Linked DNA regions of Rattus norvegicus: region 2 is linked to region 1. Evidence: chromatin contacts called from public Hi-C data. All regions are on one chromosome and are shown on one strand. Each heading gives the region's core, a stretch centred on a gene start, on an enhancer-like site or on the middle of the called end of the contact. The rest is flanking DNA. Distances are from core to core; before and after follow the strand shown. Region 1 holds the start of Ano6 (anoctamin 6). Region 2 holds the start of Arid2 (AT-rich interaction domain 2).

Region 1 (7,152 bases), core at 1,680-4,179:
GGCAGTCCAGGTCAGGGACAGCTGCCACCATGACCCTGACCCAGGCTTCCATAGTGATTTCAAGTATGCTCAGGAGGATGGCAGAGATCGAAGAACACAGCAGCTGCCTGCAGAGGGTCCATTTTACAGAGACCCAGAAATGACAGGACGAGGGATTGCATGTGACTGGAGGCATTGCCCCAGCTGACCTCACTGAGAAAGTTAAATTTCACAGACAATGCTATTTAGAAATTTAAGCTTGCCTGGTGGGTGAATGTGGTGCACTCCTTTAATTCCAGAGCTTGGAGGCAGAGGCAGGCGGATCTTTGGGTTTGAGGCCAACCTGGTCTAGAGAGCAAATTCCAGGACAGCCAGGACTATATGGAGAAACTCTGTCTCAACAACTCCCCACCCCAAAAAAGAAAGAAAGAAAGAAAGGAAGAGAGAGAGAGAGAGAGAGAGAGAGAGAGAGAGAGAGAGAGAGAGAGAGAGAGAAATTAATTTAAGGGGCTGGCACTGAGAAATGGCTCAGTAGTAAAGAGCACTGACTGCTCTTCCAGAGGTCCTGAGTTCAAATCCCAGCAATCATCTGGTGGCTCACAATCATCTGTAATGAAATCTGATGCCCTCTTCTGGTGTGTCTGAAGACTGTTACAGTGTACTTACATATAATAAATAAATAAATCTTTAAAAACAAAACAACAACAACAAAAAAGGGAAATTTAAGATAGCAATTGTAGGGTTTTAAATTTTTCAGGAGCTTTGGAATAAAGAGGCCTGTGAGAGCACACTGGAAGCCCACAGAGCTCTCCTTTTTGGGGATAGATAGTGGTTAAGACTGTGGAACAGCATCAGTTCTATATGGAAGGAGAAGAGGGCTGAATGTTGCATCCATTGGAGTACCAAACAACTGCAGGCTGGACAGAGAGAGCGTCCCGGCTGAAGACAAAAGAATGGGGAAGTATTTGGTCTGTGAACCTGATTTGGAAAAGCTTTGCAAATGCAAATACACCAGCCACATTATGCCTCGAGCATTTTATCTCACAAACTATGCATTGACAGACATTTTTCCTTAGGATTAAGAGTATGGCTCCTATCCGGGACTATTAGAGTATTTTTTACAGCATATATTGATTGATTTTTAAAAATGCATGAGAAAAACTGTAGGACATGTATTAATGTACCAAATGGGGTGTACTAATAATAGACTCACAGCTGGCCTATGTAAATAATTCCATTTCCTTGTGGCAACAGTCATCTCTACATAAAAAGGCCACAAGGCTTCTGTAACACTTATCAAGCAACAAGCAAATGGGATCTCTAAAACCTCTGAAGAATTCCAGATGCCTCGCTGAAACTTACTTCAGAATCAAACCCAAGAATTTTCTAGCTACAAGTTAGTGTTCAGCAGTCTTAGGTCAGAAGACCCAGGGCTTCTACATCCGCTGAGAACCTTGGCAGAGCAGTGATGAGACCTGGAGGGTTGGAGAAGTGGGTGTGAATGTCTCTCGAGACAGTTTCTGAGGTGTTTATAGCAAAGGCGCCACCCCTGACACCGGCTCTCTGTGGTTGCAGACAAGATGCTCACCTGTCTGGGGCTCAGGTGAAACAGTGGCAGTAACTCCCATGGGGAGATGAAGCGACCACTGTAACACGTTTAGGAACAGACACAGCACAGGAAAAGCACCACGTATGTATTTGCTGGATGAAGAACCGGAAAACTCTTCCTGCAACCGACACACCTCTGGAACTGAGAGTTCAGTAAGGGCGCCCCTTCCCTTCCCTTAACCCTCCCAGTCTGTCCTGAAGCCCAGTCTTGCTTCAGAACCCCCTGGTTCCCCCTCTGCAGTGCTGGGATTACAGGTCATACATAGCTGGCATCACAGGTCTCAGATAGCATTACAGGCCATAGACAGATGACATTATGGGTCATTGCTGGTCCCCCTTCCTCTCACAGAGTCTCCTCATCTTCTCAAGATCTCCAAAGTTCTGCAGTTACCTTTCATGTTACAAATAGTCTTCTTTTGCACAACCGGACCCTAAGAAGCAAGGAGAGCGTTTCTTGGTCGTTTTCTCTAATCTGTATTGTCTTTTTTACTGCATACTCGTGGTTAAATTCCTACGTTAATATTGATCGCAATGTTTTTTTTTTTCCTTCACATGAGAATATTAACTGTATGGGGGTTGGGAGTGTAGGCTGGTATAGAATGCTCCCCTAGCACGCCAACCAAGGGTGCTGGGCTGGACTCCTAGCATCTGGGAGGCGAAAGAGGAAAAAGGGTAAGAAAATGAAAGAATAAAACACAGGGAATGTAGTGTCATTGAACATTAAACTAGGTACGGGCTCAGGAAGCAAGTGATTCGCCAGGGAATGAGTGACACCCGGGCACTGTGGAGAAGCCACCGTTCACCAGCGTCCTTGACAGCTGCTGTGCAGACCGGCGACCCAAGGACTCCGTACTCCCGCCGCATTTGCTCCAGTTCTTGGGTTGTCAGAGCAGCATTCCTTTACTCTCTGCCGTCATTTCCCCCTTTCCTTTCTTTGTTCTTCCTGGTACTATAGTTTCCCATATTGTCCTATTAAAGAGTTTACACGTAGCTATGACGTGTTCGGCATAGTCCCGGGGCTTGGAGGGGGAATGCAAAACCACATCCCCTGCATCCGGCGACCACTCCCCGCGTGTGTGCTCCGTCGGGCGGGGACAGAGAGGTGCGCACGTGTGTCGTTTCCCCCACACCAATCGGGCACCTTGTGACGCCTCGTCACTGTGCAGACTAGTTTAAAGACCCTGGCGAGCCCCCTGGAAGCCGGCCTGCCTCTGCGGCTGGGGCGCGTTCCGCAGGCGCAGCCAGGCTCGCCCAGCCTCTGCCACTCCCCTCGCCCAACCCCTCCTCCCCTAGCCCGACTTCCTCCCGGGCTCCTAGAAGCCGGGGCGGTTTGATCTGGGGCGGGAGTGGCGGTGTCCCTCTGGGCATGCTCAGTTGCACAGCTGAGCAGCGCTTGCCGAAGCAGAGCGCGGGCGTAGCGAAGCGGGGCTGTGCTGAGAGGGCTGAGTGGAGCTTGCGGCCCGAGCCGAGCGGAGCCGAGCAGAGCCGAGAGCAGCCGAGCGGCGGTCTCGGGGAGACATGCAGATGATGACTAGGAACGTCCTGCTGAACATGGAGCTGGAAGAGGACGACGATGAGGATGGAGACATTGGTGAGTGCCAGAGCCGGGGCGCGCGGAGCCGGGCCGGGGCGAGGGGCATCCGGGGCGGACGCCTTTGCGCGGAAGCCGAGGCTCCCGAGCAACTTTGGGTCTTTTTCCTGCGTCGTCTCTGGCAGTGTTTGGGGGGACCCCGCGCTCGGGTTCACGACACACCTGAGCAGGATTCTCCGAGGCCACAGGCTGCGCCGCAGCACCGGCCCGCAGAGACACAAACAAAAGGGCTGGAGCTTCGGGCGCGGGGCAGAGACGCGGGGCGACGCCGGGTGGAGGAAGATGGCACATTTCCATCAGGCCTCCTGGATGTCAAAACGTTCCCTCTCACGGCCTCCAAACACTTTACAAAGTAAATTTAATAGTTGGGTGTGGCTTTTCCTTCCTTTCAGGTTTTACTCACAGACCAATCATAGGAATTTGTTAACTCCCTGGTCTAGCCGAACTTGGGAATTCCACGCCGCGATCAGCCTTGGCCTTTCATTGTGATAGCGGTTTATCAGGCACTCATCTCTGTGGACAGAGCAAATAGTATTCCCTTTCAAGTAGAGGAGAGAAGTGCGCGCAGGTTAGCCTCCCTGGAGCCCCACACTGTCAAGCACAAGTTTCTGATTTCCCAGAGTTGAGCGAGTTTAAGGCTCTGCACCTGGCGGCTGCTGGGCAAAAGATGCTACCGTTTCATGCGACTGAACACTAAGTGACCATTTACACAAAATAACACCCGTGGGAGCAACGTTAAAAAGTTACACTCGTGTTAGCCCAGTTAGTTTCTTGGGGGAAATATTCTCGTCCGCTATAATGACGCACTCAAGAGAGATCAGGAATAGGATTGACATAGGCAAGAAGCTGAGCAAGTAATTGCTGCCGTCAGATTTCAATTTAGACAGGAAATCTAATTTGGGCTAGCCTCTGTTACATGATAGGTATCATAGGTTGTCTTCAGACCCTGCCAATAGGCTGGCCTCACTTTCAATGATCCACACTTTTTCCTTGAAGTAAAACAGCCGATGCAGTTAACTACCTCTGCTTCTTTTTACCGAAGCCTCCGGTATTTAGAGTAGGACCTTAGAGAGCAGACGGCCTGTTTTGGCAGGTCACAAATATTTAAGCAGATTCTGGCCATTTTTGGTTGTCCTTTACTGAATTAGAAGTTGAATGTGGAACACAGTTATTTTTGTACCAGACAACGTTTTACCAAGCCTATGAGTGTTTATGTCACTACAGAAACCTTCTTGAAGGTTACTGCAGTAGGTTGATAGACTATTAGAAACTAGTTCTAATTTCCAACCGTGGGAGAGAAGGCCCTGGTGAAGTGGAGATTGTAATGAAAACCTCTGCCTCCAATCGCGTAGTATGAAAGCTCTTGATTGATATCTTTCTTCAGTCCTCGTCACCAGTTGTATAATCGTTTAAAGCATAATCAGCATTGATGCTAGTTTCTGCTTACATTTCGCTTAGCTTTAAAATTCAGAGCAGGAAAGTTACTTAGACACGAGCCCCCCCCCCCTCCCCGACATCATCTAAGGCTAATCTCAAGCAACCAAAGTAAAACGTTTTAAAATAGACGATGGTATCACCGAGGTGTCCCGCCCACATGTGTGAGGCAGAGTCTTCTGGGAGACTGGGTTGTAGAGCTTTATACACAATTACTTCAGGTTGTTGCTGCTCGATACTTAGTTGCCGCAGGAGTGGCCTCCTTATGTGGAATGAACCTACATGGAGAACTGAAAATGGTGTATTTCCCTTGGTGTCTTCCTTGTTTGCTTAAGTCATGGCCACCGGAAGTAATGCCTGAAAGGTGCAGTAAGGAATGAACCCACGGGGGCACAGTGGTTTTTGTTTTGTTTTGGAAAACCTGCTCTGATTTTCACCAAGGAGCCACAGAAATCTGGTGTAGGTGGCAGTTGCAGAAGTGCCCTAGCAGAGATGGCTTTAACTGCAAATGACTGGAAAGGCAGAGGGTGGTCTGTCCTTGGCAGCTTTTGTCTCCACACTCCCCACCTCCAGTTCATCAGTGAGCTGATTCGGCATCACTTCTCCTTGATATAAAAAGTGGTGGATATAGGACAGGTGAGATGGGTCAGTGGGTGAAGGCACCTGCCACTGAGCTCGAGGCCGTGAGTTCAATCCACGAGACCCACATGATGGAAGGAGAGACTTCCACACGTTTTCTGACCTTCATTTCTGTTTTGGCTCTTTTGTCTCCCCAACCCCCAACCATCTTTTAAAAAAAAAAATGGATAACAATAGCTTTCATGACAGAATGTAGATGATCTTGGTTAATATATTTCTTTAGTGCGTCTCACTCCTCTAACAGTTTGTATCATAGGTTAAAAGGGCTTTTATTTTCTTGGATTATCTGTGGTTCAAACCCTGCCAAGGGAAAGTGATTCTAGACACGGGGGCTCTGAGGAAGAACTCGGGGTTCAGATGGATAAGTTCGACAGCTTTAGGCTCACCATCTGTTTTTGGTAGTTGACTTAGTGACTTTTCATGTTGATTGTCACTTGGGAAAATAGACAGAGGTCATGTTAGATGATGGTCTGGCCATTCATTTCTCAGTTCTCTTTCAGCGTTGCAGTCTTAGAGAGTCTTATCTACCCATGTGGTCTATTCCCACAGTCCATTTCATGTTTAATCATCCCCGATCTAGTCCTGGTCTGTTGGGCTTCATGAACAGTGGTTGAGTAACCCTTCTGGGCTAAGTGCAGGAGGCTGTGTGGTAGACACCCTCTGTCCCAGGATGGGGGGTCCTTTGAAGCATTAAACGTCTCTTGTAGAGGTTGGCTTTGTTGAAGTGTGTGCAAAACTGGAAGGACGGACGGCATGAAGGGGAACTTTCCAGAAGAGGTGGTTAAGGGTGTGAAGCCTAGCCTGTGCAGGGACACAAAGGCATAGACAAGTTTCCAGGGCAGAGATGCCAGGCTGGAAGGACGTGGAGGGACAATCCTGTGGAGAATCCTCCATTTTGAAGATCTTGAGCTGTCTGTTACTTGGGAGCCCCAGAAATATGTCCTGGAAAGATCAGATCTGCATCTGGCAGTGTGCTGGGAAGCAGAGGGGGAGATGGGAATGTTAACCTTCCCAGGATTTGGGTTTAGTTGTGACTGCAGTGACCCAAGGTTTAAGGAGTGTGTCTCTGAGCTTACAGAAGAAGGACCATCTCTGAGCATCTGGTTCTAGCTGTCGCACCTAGCGTAAGTCCGCCTCTTGAGCTGAGTAGTGGGAAGGAGTGAAGTCATTCTTTACTTGACTGCTTCCAGCCTCAGTTCCTCTCTTTCCCTGTGACTCATCGTCCTCCCAAGCCTGTGCATTCTCATATCCCTTCTTTCTATCTTCTGTGTCCTTCATTCATTTGTTCTGCTCTTGTGTTTCTTCGTTCTTAGTATCTCTACAAGATGTACGTGTGTGTGTGTGTAATGTATATGTGTGTATGTGTGTGTATGTGTGTATGTATGTGTGTGTATGTGTGTATGTGTATAATGTATGTGTGTGTATGTGTGTGATGTATGTGTGTGTATGTATATGTATGTATGTATGTGTGTATGCGTGTGTAATGTATATGTGTGTATGTGTGTATGTATGTGTGTGTATGTGTATGTGTATAATGTATGTGTGTGTATGTAATGTATATGTGTGTATGTGTGTGTGTATGTGTGTATGTATGTGTGTGTATGTGTGTATGTGTATAATGTATGTGTGTATGTGTGTATAATGTATGTGTGTACGTATGTGTATGTGTGTGTGTGTGTATTGTATATGTGTGTATGTGTATGTGTGTATGTGTGTGTATGTGTGTGTATATGTATGTGTGTGTGTAATGTATGTATGTGTGCGTATGTGTGAAATGTATGTGTGTATGTGTGTGTATATGTGTGTGTATGTGTGTATGTGTATAATGTATGTGTGTGTATGTGTGTATAATGTATGTGTGTATGTATGTGTATGTGTGTGTATGTGTGTGTATATGTATG
Region 2 (6,956 bases), core at 1,128-3,627, 510 kb after region 1:
TGGGCCGCCGCTGCAGGCACCGCGACTCCGCGTTCCCCGAGCCGAAGCTTCTGCGGCCCCTCGGCGAGCGCGCACGAGGGCGACAGGCCGGCTCACGCTTGACCACAGCGGCCCGCCCGGTCCTCGTCCCTCCGGATCCCGGCCCGCCGTCACCCCGCCGCGAGTCCCCGGAGCAGCCGGCCGCGGCCCGCCTCTGCCTTCCGCTGCCTTTCTCGCAGCGTGCGCGCGGCCTCGGAGGCTTCGCTCGGAGAAGACGGAAGAGGACTGAGCGTCGGGCGGTCGCCGACGTCGTGCAACACGGTCCCCGCGGGCTCCGTTCCCTGACGCGGGCTTCCCAGTCAGATGCATCCTCGGCGGAGGTATTCCATGTTGACAGATCCCTCGCCTCGCACAAAATGGGGACGGGGAGCGGCCGCCGCCGGATCCATGGGCGCCGCCATTTTGTGAGGCGCGGCGGAGCTCGGCTGTGTGTAATGGTTGAAGAGAGTGACCCCCCTCTAGGGAATCCCCGGCGCTGACGGTTACGCAAGGGGCCGTGCGCAAGTGCGCGGCGCAGGGAACCCGCACAGCCCAGGCCGGCCCGCCCGCCGCGCTCGCCACTGCCCTTGAGGCGGCGGGGGGGAAGGGGCGGCTGGCTCAGCCCGGCCCTCCCCGCTCGCCCGCGCGCCTCGCCTCAGGCCCGGCCGGCCGGCTTCTCCTCCTCCACGGCCAGGGTCTCCGCCCCTCACAGGCTTGCGAGGCACTCACTGGTCCTCGGGTGTCAGGAATTTCCTAGCCACACCTTATCCCGACCCCGTGGAAGACATAAACTTTACTTGGGAAATAAATCCGTTTCCTAGAGTGAGCACCGGAAGCACGCTCCGCTGTATTACATAATTCTTTTTTTCCCTCCCCTCCCCGTCACCCGATAGGTGCTCCCATCGGAAAAGACTACCTGAAATAACCCATCCTGACTCTTACTATCCTGTGACCTTGGGCTAGTGACTTTGCCACCAGTGGCTGTCTCTAAAATGGGAATCCTAATACACCAAAGGGGAAGCATGATGCTCAACCTTTGTAAACCGGGGAGGGTTCCAACACCCGGTCGATACAAATTTAAGTGGTGCTTTTATTCTAGAATAAAAATTTTTATTTCCCTATTTACACATTTAAAAAAAAAGAATCAACACAGAAAACTGAAGGGGTGAAAACATTTTGCCCTCTTTCAGATACGAGTGCAAAAAAAAAAAAAAACCCTCCATAAGCAATGTTATTCTCAAAGTTGGGAGGTTATTTCCCCAACAGGCGCGATGACCGTTTGCATACCTCCTGTTGGGTGCACCAAACCGACCAAAAACGGGAGGACGACTTAAAAGCCTTACTCTATCTCCACTAAAGTAGGGCAGGCAGTTCCCAGCCTATTTGATCCCACAGTTTGTCAAAGTGAGTTTACGGCCCCATCATGGACCATGTGCTCATCGGGCTTCCTTCAAGCATGAAGCCCAGAGGCCGACGCCTCCTGCTAGAAACGTCTCCAGAGGGGGCGAGCGGACTTCTCCGCGACCGCCCGGGCTGCGCCGCCGTGCGAGCCTCCGTGTGGCGGGAGGCCCGGCGGGCGTCCGCCGGGGGACGCGAACATCGCCTCCACCCCTAACCCCGGAACAACCGGTAGTGGCCGTTTCCCCGCGCCGCCCCCCTTTCCGCCCGCTTTGTGTGCGTGTGAAATGTGCTGCACATTGCAGATGAACCCTAAGCCGGGCGAGCCGAGTCTATTGTTCCCCGCGAGGAGCCGCCGCGACCGTGTGGAGCCAGGCGCAGTGCCGCGGCCGGCCCTCGGGGGGCGCTGTGCGGCGCTGGCGGCCCGGCCGTGGCGGCGGCTGAGAAGCAAGGCTGGCGGGCAGGCAGGCCGGCGGGCGGGCGGCGCGCAGCGGCTCGGCTGCCGCCGGAGCCTGTGCCCGGGGACTCCCGGGCCGCCGCCGCCGCCGCCGCGCGTGAATGTGTGCGAGGGCCCCGCGGAGCCGCGGCCCGGATCCACGCTGTCACCCCGCTCTCCACAAGCCACCACACAGACCTCCCCCTCCCCACGCGGCCCCGCCTGCCCCGGCCCCGCCGCGCCGCCGCCGCCGCCGCCGCCGAAACTCCCAGGCCTGCGGCCGCCCGGGCCCCTCGCCTCCGCTCGCCCGGCCCCCGGCCGGCTCGTGCGCCCCCGGCCGCAGCACCATGTTGAATCGCGTCCCCGGGCCGAGCCGCCAGGGCCGGCGGCGCTGAGAGGCGGCCAGAGCCGGGCCGCGGGAGGCGGCGAGGCAGGGTGGGGGCCGCGTTCGCCCCGCGGCTCCGCGCCCGGCCGCCCGTCGCCTGCCCCTCTAGTTTCGCTCCCGTTTCTTTAAACTTTTTTAGAAATTCCCCTCCCTCCGGCCCTGCGCTCCCCCTGGCCTCCCGCTCCCTCCTTCCCCTCCTCCTCGCCTCCTCCCCCTCCCTCCTCCCTCCCTGCGCCGCCGCCGCCGCCGCCGCCGCCGCCGCCGCCACCGCCGGCCCATGACTGAGCCCCGCCACCGCCGGCCGAGGAATGGGCTCCGGGCGCTGGTAGGGAGCGCGGGGAGCGGGGGCCGCGTTTGAACCGCGATCTGGGTTTTCGGGAGACCTCCTTTGGCAAAATAATGGCAAACTCGACGGGGAAGGCGCCTCCGGACGAGCGGAGGAAGGGACTGGCTTTCCTGGACGAGCTGCGGCAGTTCCACCACAGCAGAGGGTGAGAGCAGGACCGGGGGGGCAGCACCGGGGCGAGCCGGGGCGAACGGGGCCCGCGGCGGGCGCGGGGTCCCGGTGACAAGTGCGGGGCTTTCTGTCGCCCGCAGGTCGCCGTTTAAGAAGATCCCTGCGGTGGGTGGGAAGGAGCTGGATCTTCACGGGCTCTACACCAGAGTCACTACTTTAGGCGGATTCGCGAAGGTGAGTGGAAGTTTTAATTTGTATTTCCCTCTCGCTGGCCTGCTCGGAAAAGTCTGCTCCGGCCCGGGAGCCGGCGCCCGGGGCCGGGGGGGCGGTCGGCCGGGCACACGGCGTTCTCGGCGCTCGCAGCCGGTGGCACGGAGGCGGCCGGCGGCGGGGCTGTTTTCGGCCTGGTGGCTCGCGTGCGCGCGGCGGGCGCGGGGCTGGGCGGGCGGTGCGGCCCGGCGGCGGGGAGCGCCCTGCCCGGTGTCCGGCCGGCCCCGCGGGGTCTGAGCGGCGCGGCGGGGAGCGCGGGCGAGCAGAGTGCTCGCCCGCCCGCCGAGCCCCGCGCCCGCCCGCCCCGCGCCCGCCCGCGAGTCAGCGCCGCCGCCGCCGCCGCCGCCGCTGCCGCTCTAGCACAGGCGGAGACACAGAGACACACAGACTCTGAGCAGTTTTCGTGCAACTCAAAATTAGCGCGGGCAGGTTTAACATCGATAATCGGCTGCGAAATGATCCCGGCGGCCGGGGGCACAGCCTCGGCCCGCTCGCCCTGGCTTTCTACAGCTAACAAAAGAAAGCAGGACCTGTCTGCAAATAGCCATCTTAGGCTTCAAGGCTAGGCAGAAGCTGTAGGCCTCAAAGAAGGGCCTATGGAGATGGATAGATCTGGGAGAGGGATCGGAGTCGGCCCCGGCCCCGGCCCCCCCAGAGCCCGCGGACGTCGCTGTCCGGAGCAGTATTGATCCTTTTGAACTTTTTTTTTCTTTAGTGTAAACGGACCGCGTTGAGGTTTAAAAGGGGGCGACAGAGGGACTTGCGATTGGTTATTGTCCGGGCTTCAAAAACAAAACAAACCCACCAACCCCCCCAAAAACAAAACAAGTGCTGCTAAATACAGGGTTTTCTGGTGAAAACACAGTGATTCAAGCAGCCCTGGCTTGGTAACTCTTGTGGCTCGACCCCAGACACCCACTGATCCTTAGGTACCCACAGATCTCTGCAGAAGGGTCATTTAGCTTCCAAGTTAGGGTAGGTTTTTCTTGGATTGGGCACTTTCAGACAAGTGTGCCTGTGTTTTTAACAGGTTTCTGAGAAGAATCAGTGGGGAGAAATTGTTGAAGAGTTCAACTTTCCCAGAAGTTGTTCTAACGCTGCCTTTGCTTTAAAACAGTATTACTTGCGGTGAGTAGTGGCGTCTTTCCCCAGTATTTGCAAACGAGGGACTTCGGGGCAATTAAACAACAAAATCTAAGCTCTAGACAGTTTCCAATCCCTTGTTAATTTCACTCTGAGAAGCATTTGCTGTCAATAAACTGAGATGGTAGGAGTCTGAAGTTTTCCTCAGGTTAAAAATACAGTCGTTTATATTTTTCATACAAAGCCATTACAGGTGACAATCCATATCCTATCTTGTAAACATTCTTTTGTGACATTGTTATTGACTGCTGGGTAGCCACTGAGGGCCAGAAAAGAAGGTGCTTAGTGAAAGACTTGGGATACTTAAGGAAACTTTGTAACCTGTGGGAAGATTTTTTCCCCCCTTCTTTATTTGGAAACCCCTTAACCGCCTACAATTTCATGGGTTTTTATTTTATTTTATTTTTTGTTTGTTTATTTGTTTGTTTAAAGAAAACTTACTGCATGGAACTGTTACTCTGCGTTTAATGGGATATTTTTTCATAAATAATTCAATGTAGATACCTTGGCTGATCAGAATTAACTTTTTGAACTCCTTTGTTATTTATTGAACTTTTGAGCGACTTAAAATTATCCAGTATCTTTAGGAATACGGGGATGGTTTGAGACCAGGTATTATAGTTGGAATTTTCTTTCATTTCCTTATATTTTGACTGCTTACTCCAGAAAGTCAATTTCTTGTTTATACGATCCAGTTAGATAATGTATTTTGTGACTTAGTGGTTTCTTCTTAGATTTTCTCCTATACTTTCATGCTGTACTTTATTTTGAAGGAAACTTTTATTTTTCTTTGATTACCACAGTAACCTTAATTATTTAAAATGAAAATAATGATCTTAATATTTCTAATGAATGTTGGTAATGGTGACATTACAAGATAGCCTGTTTTATATTTGCAATGTAGCTTCTGCATAATTTTAGTTTCATATTGCTTTAAATGCACTAGTCACTCTGTATAGCGCTTAGGATTCTGAAATAGGAAACAGGGTAATTGCACAGGTGGACTTCCTATTGGCTGCCTTAGATTGACTTCAGACTTCTTGCTGAAGAGTTCACAGAACTTGGCAGTTAGTGAGTTCCATAGGAACTCTAGAATATACCAAGGGTGAGAGAGTGTGTGTGTGTGTGTGTGTGTGTGTGTGTGTGTGTGTGATAGCATATGTGTCAGAATACCTTTTTAAATAAAAGAATAAAAAAAAATTCCCAAGCCGTTGACTTAGTAATAGAGTTAGAAATAAAAATTTAATACCATTTGATTATTTCTGTTTTTTATACTGAGAGAATTTGAGAGGGTTGTGCTAATATGTGTTAGGACTTTGTGCTAATGAATTCAAAAGCATTTGTAGTATTTTGTATAATTTAATTGTATATTTTAAAGTTATGCTTAGTGTTATTAAATGTATAGATTAAAATTCTGTGTTCAGTGCTAAATGGTATATATGGCTGATGAGGTATTTTTTTTTCTGTAAAATTTGCATTCATCTTAACAATCTTCACATAATTAATGAAATACCTGGACTTCTTTTCTTCTTTCTTTTTTTCTATTTTTCGGAGCTGGGGACTGAACCCAGGGCCTTGTGTTTGCTAGGCAAGCGCTCTACCACTGAGCCAAATCCCCAACCCTGGACTTCTTTTCTTTTACAAAGTGTAATTATAAGTATTTTGTTTCCTGTTGTCATTTTCGTCTTGGGATCGTGTCATCATTAATTGTACTTATGGCTACGCTCTAGCTGGATGCTTTCGAGATTGTCTTAAGTGTTTAAATTGTTCTTGGGTCGACTTGGGCCTTATGTTCTTCCTAGGGCTGTCTTGAACTGTGTCCTTAGGTAAACTTGCTTTCCCATATGTCACTCTCCTGGTTTGCTTTTGTAGGGCTGTAGCTAGGCTACTGGGAAAGAGTGGAAGCATTTGTTTGGGAAAATAAAACCATGGGGAGATTTGCATGGCTTGCAAAGAAATAGGATGGGTCAAATATTGGGTATTACCAACCTTGATAGATTTTTCCCTGGTGGTGGCATATTGTAGTTAGAGGATATATGTTATGTTGGGGTTATGCATGTACTTTCCTCTAAAACAATCTAACCGGTAAATCACATGCAAGACTTTTTAACAGTAAATTTACTAGTTAGCCCTAATGCCTAGTGCCTTCCTTCCCAGGCAATCATGGGAATGAGTGACTTGGTGAGTTAACTCTTTACTACATCAGATTTAATACTATGGTTTCTGATAAAGCACTTGATGAATTGTTTTTGGTATCTTTTGATTGAGTGGGTTTTTGTTTCTTGTTGTTTTTTGGTTGTTTCTTCTTTAGTTAGTATTTCTGTCTGTGTGGCTCAAGGGGACTCCTCCTGCCTCAGCATTTTGGTTTTGAGATTCTAAGCTTGTGCAATATCATTTCTCAGTCACATGTTGGCCATGCATACATGAACATATTTAATGTAAGCTGCTTTTTCATTGGACAAACTGGGAGACTGTCTGTTTTCCTAGCTCCCTGTGATAGTTTCACACTGGTCTACATTCTCCTGTCGTCACACAGTTAGCTGAGTGAGCAGCTATTAGACTAGGACGGTTTGATGCAGCTGTATACTGTTACGGACAAAGAAGAGTAGACTGTGTGCGCCGCGTACACGTTCCAACAGTTCTTCTGTCTTCTTTTTGGTATAAATATAGTCATTGAGTATAGACATTGTAGCCTGCCAAGTTAGGTTAAATATATCAAATACACATTCATTCAACTGTAGATTATCTACAACAAAAATTCTCAGCCCAAAATTGAATATCCAATTGATTATTTAACACCGGTGTTTCATTTTTTTATTTTTAAATGATTTTTTTTTATTTAATGTGCA

Evidence for each region. A called contact is a pair of places that touch in the nucleus more often than the background predicts.
Region 2: a contact with region 1 is called in a Hi-C map of Schwann cells, with 5 times the contacts expected there. The contact joins the promoter of Arid2 here to the promoter of Ano6 in region 1. A contact is called at or near these places in 4 of 12 Hi-C or Micro-C datasets (Schwann cells, frontal cortex, mammary epithelial cells and 1 more) and 1 of 1 datasets of contacts at active chromatin or transcription factors (oligodendrocytes).

What each region holds. Positions count from the first base shown.
Region 1 is chr7:128,810,202-128,817,353 of GRCr8, forward strand. It overlaps Ano6 (anoctamin 6), which reads left to right and starts at 2,930. Exons shown (of 20, transcript NM_001401001.1): 1 at 2,930-3,178. The coding sequence starts at 3,106.
Region 2 is chr7:129,323,994-129,330,949 of GRCr8, forward strand. It overlaps Arid2 (AT-rich interaction domain 2), which reads left to right and starts at 2,378. Exons shown (of 21, transcript XM_345867.10): 1 at 2,378-2,728; 2 at 2,835-2,928; 3 at 3,995-4,092. The coding sequence starts at 2,637.